Regions from separate parts of the Sus scrofa genome. Here region 1 is linked to region 2. The links are chromatin contacts, called in public Hi-C maps. All regions are on one chromosome and are shown on one strand. The core of a region is the stretch at or near the end of the contact, and the rest is flanking DNA. Distances in the headings are between cores, read along the strand shown. Region 1 holds the start of KCNE1 (potassium voltage-gated channel subfamily E member 1). Region 2 holds the start of ATP5O (ATP synthase, H+ transporting, mitochondrial F1 complex, O subunit).

Region 1 (5,598 bases), core at 1,284-3,783, 540 kb before region 2:
TGGAGAAGATGGAGAAGCCAGAGAGAAAAAAGAGGAATGGCTCAGGACTCTGTGGCTCTGCTGGTATGATTAAGACCAAATCACACTGGTATCATGGGAAGAGATGCAAATGAAAGAATAAAAGGAGAAGGAGAGGAAGAGAAAAGAAGCCATTTCAAGGGCACCAAAGGCAACAAAATACTCTCATTCTCATCCATAATCGCGCTTTCCCATTACAAATGGGAAATGACAACAAAAGAGTATCAGCATCGTAAAATAATTCATCACGGGTGGGACGGAGAGACCTGGGAAGAGAAATAAGAGCACGTCCACTCACAGAAGGCTTTATCTTTCTGAAAACACTTCCAAACCCACAGTCTGCACAGTAACTGGGTGACAACTGGGCAGGCATGGCTCCACCTCTGATGGGAAGTCAGTGGTCTCTGCAGCCGATCTGGGGCGCTCCATCCATGTCCGATTACCTGGCCCATGGCTTATTACTAAAAAGGTGGCATGTAAACTCGATGGGGCAAACATTTTTGCTTCAATGATCCATTTTTTCCCTTCCTGGTGGAGTCCTTTGCGGAAAGGTGAGCAAAAAGATAATGCATACAGGGAGTTCTCATCGTGGCTCAGCAGGTTAAGAACCCAACTACTATCCATGAGGACACAGGTTCGATCCCCAGCCTCTCTCAGTGGGTTAAGGATCTGGCATTGGTGCAAGCAAGCGGTGGCATAGGTCAGATATTCGGCTTGGATCTGGCGTTGCTGTGGCTGTGGTGTAAGCCAGTGGCAGCCGCAGCTCTCTGATTCGATCCCCAGCCTGGGCACTTCCATATGCCACAGGTGCAGTTTAAAAAGAAAAAAAAGATACTGCATACATATGCATGACCTTACATAATCCAGGAAACTTTCAGATAAGTTGTATTTTTTTTCTAAATATTAAAGAATATAGTGGTTGCAAAAAAAAAAAAAAAAGGAAAAGAAAACATAGAATGGTGTAAATAAGAAAATAAATCCCACTTAAGCCCATCACCAGCAGACAGTGTTAACATCGTGATGTGTTTTCTTACAGTCTTGTGAAATAATGCATAGCATCCTGGGTGCACAATTTATTTAGCGCTTTGCATTTTCCCTTAACATTATAATGCAGGGATCCCCCATGTTGATACCATCTATTTATAAACATTATCTTACTGATGGCATAAAAATATTCCAGTATGTAGAATAATCTTCTTCATACTTAACATAACGAAACTACTTTTCTATTTTGAGACGTTTAGAGTTTAGTTATTGTAAGTAAATCTACAAAGAGCATTTCTTTCTTTCTTTTTCTTATTATGGCTGCACCACCTGCGGCATATGGACGTTTCCAGGCTAGGAGTCCAATCGGAGCTTCAGCCAGGCTACACCACAGCCACCGCAAAGCTGGATCTGAGCCAGATCTGCGACCTACACGGTAGCTCACGGCCATACAGGATCCTTAACCCACTGTGAGGCCAGGGATCAAACCCGCAGCCTCATGGATACTCGTTGGCTTCGTTACTGCTGAGCCACAATGGGAACTCCACAAAGAGAATGTGTATGCCTAAAGCTTTCCTACAGTTCCCATCCCCTCTGCAGAATAGATTTCACATAGAACAAGGACATATCAGGACAAAATCATAGACATTTTAGGACTTTAAAAAGTGGTTGTGTGGATTTAGACTAGCCCGGGGGTGCAGGGAACTGACAACTCTGCCTGTGCCAGCTGCACTGCATCTTAAATGCCACACTCGGTGGACCGCGTCCCAGAGCCTTCAGTGTCCTCCTCCCCAAGGGACCCAACCCCCAGGCTGAGGCCCAAGAGGGGTGACTGGCAGAGAAAGCCTATGGGAGCCCAAGAAAATGTCTTGTATCTCTCCGTCAGGAATCCAGTTTCTCTCCTCCCTCCCTGCAGACCTTGTTCTGCAGGACCGTGTTCCCCCCGCGCTTTTACAGGACTCTAGGAATTGCTCATCCCCAGCTCCCTGTCCCAAGCTGGTGAGCAGCTGCTGTGAAATTTGCCTGGAGATCCCTGGGGCCAATGCTTCGTTTGCCCCTGGCAGCCTGAAAGGCTGCTCCCTCTGCCTCAAAGACTTGGAGCTGGGGTGTCAAGGCGCGAGTGGCTTCAGCCACTGATACGTGTCCTGCCGGATCCTCTTCTGTCTGGTCTACAGCTGCACCGCCAGCTCAGGGCCGGCGACCCGGGGTCGTAGGCGTTCAAAAATTGCTTGCCAAATAGATGCATGGCCACTGCTAGGATTCCGGGTGCCGCTAACAGGAGTCTGCTGAGGTTTTGAGCATTTTTGAAGTTACTGTTTGGAGCTGTTTGAAGGGGTGTTTGGCAAGTGCTTGGCTGAGAGTGGAGGGCTTTGGGAAGGACTTCTCTTGGCCACTGGGGCTTCTTGCCTGCCACCTCCAAACCCCTCAGGAAGGTACATACGTCTGGCTGGCTGCCAGTTCTCATACGGACGTTCTGCGGGCTCTGCACCTACCCCGCGTGCCAAAGCGCTTGCAGGAGACGCAGCGTGGGAAGGATCGGGGTAGCTCGGGGCTAGCCTGGTGTGGTCCGGGGTCCTTGGGCTCCGCGGGACGCTCGGGACGGGGCGGGGCGCCCTCTGGCTCCCGAGGCTCCGCCCGCCCCGCCGCTCCCTTGCCCCCGGAGCGCGCCGCCTGGGGCGCGACTGTCGGTGCCCTGCGCTCTGCCTGCGCGGACCCAGCTGCGCTCCCGGCTGTCTCGGCGCCCCGGACCCGGTAAGTCGAGGACTCCTGCCTCCCGGCTCCTCACACCGAGCGCGATGCCCTAGTCGGGCGACCCCGAGGGGGTTCCAGCGACCCGATCTCAGCCCCTGGGCCGCAGCGGGCAGCCCCAGGCAGGAGGCACCGCGACCCCCTTAGTGGGAGGGAGAATAGAGGCTCGGCCTCACGCCGCCTCCTTTCCCTCTGCCCTCTTCACTTCTAGAACGTCATCCCGCCACCAAATAATCACAGCATTTCCCCATTATTACTAAAGTACAGTCGTTCTTGCAGAAAATTGGGAAAATACCTAAAAGCATCCAAAGAAAACTAAAGCCGTCCACGGTCCCAGTCCCTGCTTGTTTTCAAAGACCTCCAGCTCAGGCAATGCTTGCATACATACCCGGCCTCAGTTTCTTGAGTGCTGGCATCTCCCTGGGAAAAAGGCATGGGGCAGGGAGAACATTCCTGGTATCTGATCTTGATTGTAGTAACGGGAAAGGGTGGCACTTGTAGAAGAAAGTTGACCCAAGAGCAGTCGTGTATGTGGGAGTCTATACAAGTGACAGCCACCTTCCCTCCCCAACCCCCAAGCACCCCTACGCTGATTTTTCAAACTGTTGTATGTGAACTGACTGTTTTGAGTCCACTTTTAAGTTAAGATGGAGCTTCCAGCCCCATTAAGGAAGAGCCTTGTCAACAACCACAGCTGTCACTTATGGTCCTGATGGTGGGGGACTTTGTTGTGATCACACCTTTGTTTTCATTCATGTGATGACTGGGACCCATGGGTTTCTATCCAGGGGGGCAGAACCCCTCTGTTGGCCCTGCTCTGCACCCTGCTGCCTATGAGAGTGAGCTGAGGGGAGTGTGAGGAAAGCATTCTCAGTTTCCAGAATACTCACGTGTGTCTTGTTTTTGATAGGTCATTAACAAGTAGGTTGTTCTGAAAATAAAGACCTCAGAGGGACGCGCTCCGGTGGTGTCAAGTCTGAAGGCAGAGCTGGTGAGTCAGTTTCTGACTGGTCTCGGCTTTCCTGGACCTGAGTGGGACATTCGCTCACTCACCTGTTCCTGTAGGCATGGCTGTGTCCTGGGAATATTTACTGTGCAGCTGCCCTCTGCCAGACCCTGTTCTTGTCTTTGGGCTACATGGGAACAATACAGGCAAAGATCCCTGCCTTTAAAGGGAAGACAAACAATAGACAATGAATATAATAAATAAGAAAACTCTACGAGGTGTAGGTGATAAGTACTTTGGAAAAAGGGAGAGCAAGATAAGTTTTATGGGGAGCAGGGAGGGGGGATGAAAATTATGCTGTATTATTGACAATTACTGGTGGCCTTAAACCTTTTAAGAAATAGGGTGGGTTGCAGATATACATATATATAAATATAAGTACTATAAAATTATATGTCTCATAAATAAGGTGGGTTGCAGATATACATATATATAAATATAAATACTATAAAATTATGTCTCATAAATAATATATGATTTAAATTATAATAATATAAATTATTATAATTATAATTACAATATAACATATTACAATATAGTCTAAATATCTAATAAAATCTATATAATGTAAATTATATATAATATAAATAATAAATAAAATTATATAATATAAAAAGATATGATATAAATATATAATCTACATAATATAATATAAACATATAATACTATAATATATTATGGAATAATATGAAATTTAATATACAAAATAAATAATGCTAATTAAATAAATATACATAAAAATGGTTTAAAAGTTATGTAAAAACAGACTCCATTGAAAGAGGTTTTCAATGGGTTACCCGCCAAGGTCTTTCCAGAGATCATTTTACTTTACTGATTATTTGCTCTCACATGGTAGTTATATTGAATTCAATACTTTGCATTCCTGTTTAATTCAGCAAATCCTTATGAATCACTCTGGGGTGCTGGGGTGGGGGCAAGGTGAGCAAAACAATCTCTGACCATCCTGAGCTCCTGGAATGAAATCACAGACAAGTCTACAAATGACTACAACACAACTTAGAATATGAGCGGTACAGACAGGCCACTGTGAGGGCTCAAAAGAGGGAAGGGATCATCTGGATGGGGCTTCACACACAAGTTAGCATAGGAGTGCGCTGTTGGCGGGCCAGTCGAAATTTGACAAGCAAACATGGTGGTCCCGCCTCTCTTGCAGACAGAGCAACAGCAAAAAGCAAGAGATAGGGAAGGTGAGGGCCTGTTCCATGCCTCCCCAAACCATATGGTATCGTCAAGGGGGATTTCATTATTCCCAATTTTCGGATAAGGAAACTGGGGCTCCCCACATTCATTTAATGTGCTAAAAGTGAGATTTCTCCTTCTATGTGACTTAGCTGCCCTCCCAGAGCCTGGGAATCCTGCTGTCACCCATTCTCTATGCCAAAATGCTCATCCTTCTTCCCATATTGAGCTTGCCTGGGTCCCTCTCATCAGCTCCCTGGTTCACATTTCCATCTTCTTACCCCAAAGCCCCTCTCTGTCACCCACAGAGAGATCTGGAAAGCTCTTGGTCCTGTGACCAGACTCAAGAGCTACACCCCACATCCAGCAGGGAAGTGTTGGAAAGCCCCTTTCTGATCTTCAAGGACAGTTAGATGTGGTTTCATTCTGATTTTTTGAGACCCTGGCTATCTTAGTGACTCTCCTCCTGCTCCTGGGAAAGAAGGTAAAAAGCCCAAGACAAAGACTTTCTGGAAGGGTCTGGGTCCCTGTTGGCTTCTTTGCTGCTAGAAGGAAAATGTATCTCCAAAATCTGGACATCACGTTGCAATAAAAATGAAAATAGGAGTTCCCGTTGTGGCACAGTGGAAACGAATCCAACT
Region 2 (5,948 bases), core at 3,341-5,840:
ACTGGGTCACTTTGTTGTGCAGCAGAGGTTATCACAGCCTTGGAAATCAACTATACTTCAATAAAACTTTTTTAAAAAATTTAGGAGTTCCTGTTGTGGCTCAGTGGTAACAAACCCAACTGGTATCCATGAGGACACAGGTTCAATCCCTGGCCTCGCTCAGTGGGTTAAGGATCCAGCACTGCCATGAGCTGTGGTGTAGGTCGCAGACGCAGCTTGGATCCAGTGTTGCTGTGGCTGGCAGATGTAGCTCCAATTCCATCCCTACCCTGGGAACTTCCATATGCTGCTAAAAAGCAAAAAATAAAAATAAACCAAAGCAAAAATATTTAAAATTAAAAAAAAAAAAACCTCATGGTTGTGGCTGCACGATGCTCTATTTTAAAAACTATTGTCTTGGGGTTCCTGTCGTGGCGCAGTGGTTAATGAATCCGACTAGGAACTGCGAGGTTTCGGGTTCGATCCCTGGCCTTGCTCAGTGGGTTAAGAATCTGGCATTGCCATGAGCTGTGGTGTAGGTCACAGATGCAGCTCGGATCTCGTGTTGCTGTGGCTGTGGCTTAGGCCGGTGGCTATGGCTCCGATTAGACCCCTAGCCTGGGAACCTCCATATGCCGCGGGAAGCAGCCCTAGAAAAGGCAAAAAAAGCAGCCCTAAAAAAAAGGCTGCTTTTTATTTTTTTATTTAAATAAATAAATAAATAAGAATAAAATAAAAACCATTGTCTTCTGTTCATTTTTTTTCCCCAGTATTTTGCTGTTTTAAAGTAAGCGCAGCAAACATTTTGCACATTACACTTCATCTAGATTTCTGAGTTTTGGAAGATTCTTTCTGGCTCAAGAGGAAAATCACTCCATATCAAACATGTGCAGTGGAGACCTCATGACACAAAGCTGCTGTTTTCCATGCCAGCATATGGTGCCTTTGCAGAGAAAATAAAACCCTGAGAAATATTTATTTTGCATTGAAAGTCAGCATAAAACCAAAAAGCCAAAATTTGATGTCTGGATTTTGCTATCACTGTGGCCCTGGACTGTGGCCTTGGGCATGTCCCTTTGATTCTATTAGCCTCAGTTGTTAAAATAACTATTTGTAAAACAATTTCAGTGTGTACAGGGGGAAGACATTATAAAAGTAAAGTGCTAAGCCTTTTCGCCTCTGCTATGGACAAAGTTCTTTTTCTCCTCCCAAAGTCTCTATTCTTGCATAGCAGAAGGTGTGACAGTCCCATATCTGGGAAATTTCTGCCAGAATGGTCCCTTGTAGCTTTGCCTCTGAGGCCCTGGCCAGTCATGGCTGGGCTTTTCCTGCTGTGAGATTTCCACAGACACCCAGGAGAAGGCAGGCTTGACTACAGAAGTGTTGGGCATCAGAGAGCCACTTCTGTGTTTCTCCATTTGTGCAAATCACCATGATGTAAGCAGCAGACACTGGCATCAAAATCCCACACGCAGAAGCCCTAGAACACAAAACTGCTGTTTCCTAGATGAGCCGCCTAAATAGGACCCAAGAAGTTTCAGCACCTGCAAAGTAGGGGTGTTCTAGACCACCCACAGCTGAGAGTTTTCCTGAGACTCAAAATAGAAATGAAACCATACACGTGTAACTACTTGGTAAACCCAAAACGCAAAGGACCACAAACTACTATTTTGGCAATAGGCAAGGGGCTGCAGTGAGATAGGGGTAAATACAAAAGAAATAGAAGAAATCTCCCTGCTGCCATGCAACCTCACAGCTTACTTATATAATTAATTTTCCAAGCAATGGTCTAGAGTCTTCCAAGACTATCTGGCCCCAGAACTTTCTACTTGAAGTACATCTAATAAGACACACACATTAGGAAACATAGGATTTGTGGTTTGGTTGCACATAGAATATAAGGTCTGTGAAAGCAAGAACTTTGTCTTGCACCCTGCTGTACCTCCAGGGCACAGAAGAGCTGCCTGCACATAATAGCTGCTCAATAAAATGTGTTGCCTAATGAATATACTTTCCATTTAGACTTACTTAAAACGGTCTCTGAAAAGAGTTTGGAGAGGGAAGTAAAACAAAGGTTTTATGTGCTGCTAGTGAAAGTGTAAATTGGTTAAAAGTTTTGAAAAGAGCACGGCCTCTAAAAAGGAACAAAATAATGCCATTGGCAGAGTTCCCCTTGTGGCGCAGCAGAAATGAATCTGACTAGTAACCACGGTGTTGCAGGTTCCATCCCTGGCCTCGCTCAGAGAGTTAAGGATCCAGCGTTGCCCTGAGCTGTGGTGTAGGTCAGAGACACGGCTTGGATCCTGCATTGCTGTGGCTCTGGCATAGGCCAGCAGCTGTAGCTCTGGTTCAACCTCTAGCCTGGGAACTTCCATATGCCAGGGGTACAGCCCTAAAAAAGCAAAAAAAAAAAAAAGAAAAGGAAAAGAGCATGAGCTTATTTATCAAAGACTTTTAAAGTGTTCATACCTTCTCACCAAGTTCTGCCAGCCCTGGAAATCTATTTGGAAGTTATCCTAGGTGGGAAGAAAAAAGTTTGTGTCTAAAGATGCTCTGGAAATGCAGCATTGTTTTAAACGGGGAAAAAAGCAACCGTTTATTGTTCAAAAATCATTGAATGATCAAGTTATAGAATATCTACTTGATGGGTTATTCTGCAACATTAAAATTATGTTTATGATCATTTTCTCACTTGGAAACATGCTTATATTATATTGTAAGCATATATTTACAATCCACATATAATTTAGTATCTTTTTTCTTGTATTAAGGAAAAAGGCAAGACACTAAATTATGTAGATTGCGAATCTGTCTATGTAATAAAAACAAACACAAAATAAAGAATATTAGTGACTACCAGTCTGTCAGACAATTGCTCTGAATGCTAAATACATATGTGTGTATGTACATTCGTATGTATAGTTTATTTTTCCTAACACCCTGTAAGGTAGGTGCTATTATAATAACCACTTTACAGATAAGAAAACTGAAGCGCAGAGAAGTTATATAGTTGTGTCAAGGTCAATGAAAGGACTGGGATTCAAGACTGGGTAGACCAGGCCACTATCTGAAAAAGTAATGGGAGATAACGTACCAAATATTGACAACAGCTGCTTATGGGTGGTAGAAAAGAGGGCAATAACATTCCAGAAAAATAGATTCTGCCTTCTAACAAGTTTTTTGTAAGGATGAGAAAACTGCACTCAAATGTTCCCGTTGTGGCTCAGCGGTAACAAACCCCACTAGTATCCATGAGGACTCAGTTGGATTCCTGGCCCTGCACAGTGCGTCAGGATCCACCACTACCGTGGGCTGTGCTGTAGGTCGCAGACTCGGCTTTGCTGTGGCTGCGGTGTAGGCCAGCAGCTACAGCTCCCATTCAACCCCTAGCCTGGGAACTTCTATATGCTGCAGGTGAGCATTAAAAAAAGGCAAGAAAAAAGAAAACTGCAGTCAAAAAGTAAATTAATGACTTCATCTGTTTTCCTGTAGAAAAGAATAGATCTGAGTAGAAAAACACTTTTTAATTGACTATAGAACTCCATTACTGCAACTAGGGAATTCCAACCCTATAGAAGAGAAAATTAGAGTAAGTTCTGTTTAGGGGGAAATGGGGTGTAAAGAGGTTGTTTTTATAAATGCAGAGAGGAGTCGCCCCCCCCCGCCCCCGCCCCCGCCCCCTGTGGCTCAGGGGAAACCAATCTGACTAATATTCATGAAGATGCAGGTTTGATGCCTGGCTTCGCTCAGTGAGTTAAGAATCCAGCGTTGCCCTAAACTGTGGCGTAGATTGTGGACGCTGCTGAGATCTGACAGATATGGCGTGGCTGTGGCTAGACCAGCGGCTACAGCTCCCATCAGACCCCTAGCCTGGGAACCTCCATAACCTCCAATATGCAGGGGGTGCGGCCCTAAAAATACCAAAAAGTAATAATAATAATATAAATGCAGAGAAACTAACCAGAGCTAGTTTGGGGTTCTCAGTTTCAATGTCACACTTGCTCAAACCCCAGTTCTATTTTTAGGTCTGATTCTCAGATAATCACTCTGCTCTACCAGAAGGAAGTATTTAAACAGCAGACCCTCACATGCCTGCACAAACCAAGAGGTCAATGCTGTACTCAAGTGAGATGGGGCGAAGGTGGGACAGAGGTACTGGTCACAAAATGTCCCCTGCTAGAGCTATAAGGCCCGGGTTTGCGGGGTGGGGGTGGGGGTATACACAGTGCGCGGATCTACGCTCGATATACCCTTTGGGTAAGAAAGGTAAACACGCTAATGATGCTAGCGACGAAGGTGACATGGAATAAATGTCACCGTACTTATCCCAATGGAAATTTAAAACTAGTGGCAATACATCCATCCTACAGTAAAGGCCAGTTAGTAACGTATACACTTCATTTCCAGGGGCTGACCCAAACCACTAGCCCACCCCCAGCCCTGTAGGTTCCGCCCTGACCACCCGCTCCTAAGGACTACAGCTCCCAGCCTGAGGAAGATTCCTGCGCATGAGATTTGACGACCTAGGCCTACATTTCCCAGCAGCCGAGCGACTACGCTGACGCACGCATGCGCTCTCGTTCTCTCTCGCCAAGTAGGGTTTGACCTACAGCCTCCCAGGAGAAGATGGCCTCCCAAGCAGTGTCCGGGCTTTCCCGGCAGGTGAGAGAGAATGGCGGTGTTGAAAGCCAGCGGAAGGAACCCTCCTGGGGTGACCCATACCAGGCCTCTAAGCGCTACGGTTTGAGGCCACAGTTGGGGGAGCGTGGCTGCCGTTCAAGGTCGTGGGGCCAGGAGAGCGGGGGCGAGAGCAGGCAGCCGGACGGCCCGGCTTCCCCCCGGGATGCGCGCAGGGCGGTGGGCGCGGGGCTGCGCATGTCTGCATTTGGTGTCCTCAGAGCACACCCCTAGAAAGTAGCTGCTTTGAGGGGCACAGGAGAAGGGGGCTCCATCTTTGTCGTAGAGGTCACCAGTAATGCTAAGGAATATTTGTGAAACACATTCCACCTTTTTATAAAGAAAATGAGACCGAAAGGTTTAAATGACTCGTCCTTGGCTGCTGAGCGAATAAGGGGTAGAGCTGAGATTCGAACCCACAGAAGATAGAGTTTGAAAGAAAATTCGTGCTCTTCATACTGCATGATTCCTTACGTATAGCTTCCGTAAGGTTTCCTAAGTGTTACGGTCTGTTAATCCTCACAACCTTTCGAGTACATTCCAGAGCCGGGATTACTTGAAGGTGACCTGTGCCCTTGCAGGTGCTTTTTAAATTACGAATTCCAACTCTTGATAGACAAGGTGATACTGTCTCAACAATCTCAAGGTAGTATCTGCAAGATACTGGGATCTGTTCTCACAACAGACTGCTGGGTAACCCAAAGAATTCATCTTTATTTTCAGATAGCAGTTCGAGTCTAAGAAGGTACATCTCTTGCAAATCATTCCTGGAATCCTCCCACTTTTTATTAAAACCACGCCCAAGGGTAGTAATATAAATGCCAAAAGTCGCATTAAATTTTTTGGAACAGCGTGTTTCATTAAATTTGGTTTCTTCTCTCTGATACTGGTGTGCTAGCCTCAGCCTGTTTTAGTAAACTAGGAAGTGAGTGGGCCTGCAGTTTCCCAAGCTGCTGGGATGATTCTCAGTGGGGAAATTTACTCCTAGGCAAAAAAGAACAGCCCACCCTCGTGTAATCTGTGATGATACAAAGAAACACAAGAAACGAATCATTTAGGAGTTGCCGTTGTGGTGCAGCAGAAGCGAATCTGGCTAGTATCCATGAGGATGCAGGCTGCATCCCTGGCCTCACTCAGTGGGTCGGGGATCTGACGTTGCCGTGAGCTGTGGTGTAGATGGCAGACCCAGCTCAGATCTGGTGTTGCTGTGGCTGTGGTGTAGGCCAGCAGCTATAGCTCCAGTTTGACCCCTAGCCTGGGAACTTCCATATGCTGCAGGTGCAGCCCTAAAA

The links. A called contact is a pair of places that touch in the nucleus more often than the background predicts.
Region 1: a Hi-C map of subcutaneous adipose tissue shows a contact between it and region 2, with 3 times the contacts expected there. The contact joins the promoter of KCNE1 here to the promoter of ATP5O in region 2. A contact is called at or near these places in 1 of 5 promoter capture datasets (fetal skeletal muscle), 2 of 47 Hi-C or Micro-C datasets (heart right ventricle and subcutaneous adipose tissue) and 1 of 2 datasets of contacts at active chromatin or transcription factors (skeletal muscle).

What each region holds. Positions count from the first base shown.
Region 1 is chr13:198,056,379-198,061,976 of Sscrofa11.1, reverse strand. It overlaps KCNE1 (potassium voltage-gated channel subfamily E member 1), which reads left to right and starts at 2,533. Exons shown (of 3, transcript XM_005657155.3): 1 at 2,533-2,754; 2 at 3,662-3,742.
Region 2 is chr13:197,518,172-197,524,119 of Sscrofa11.1, reverse strand. It overlaps ATP5O (ATP synthase, H+ transporting, mitochondrial F1 complex, O subunit), which reads left to right and starts at 4,590. Exons shown (of 7, transcript NM_001044606.2): 1 at 4,590-4,641. The coding sequence starts at 4,606.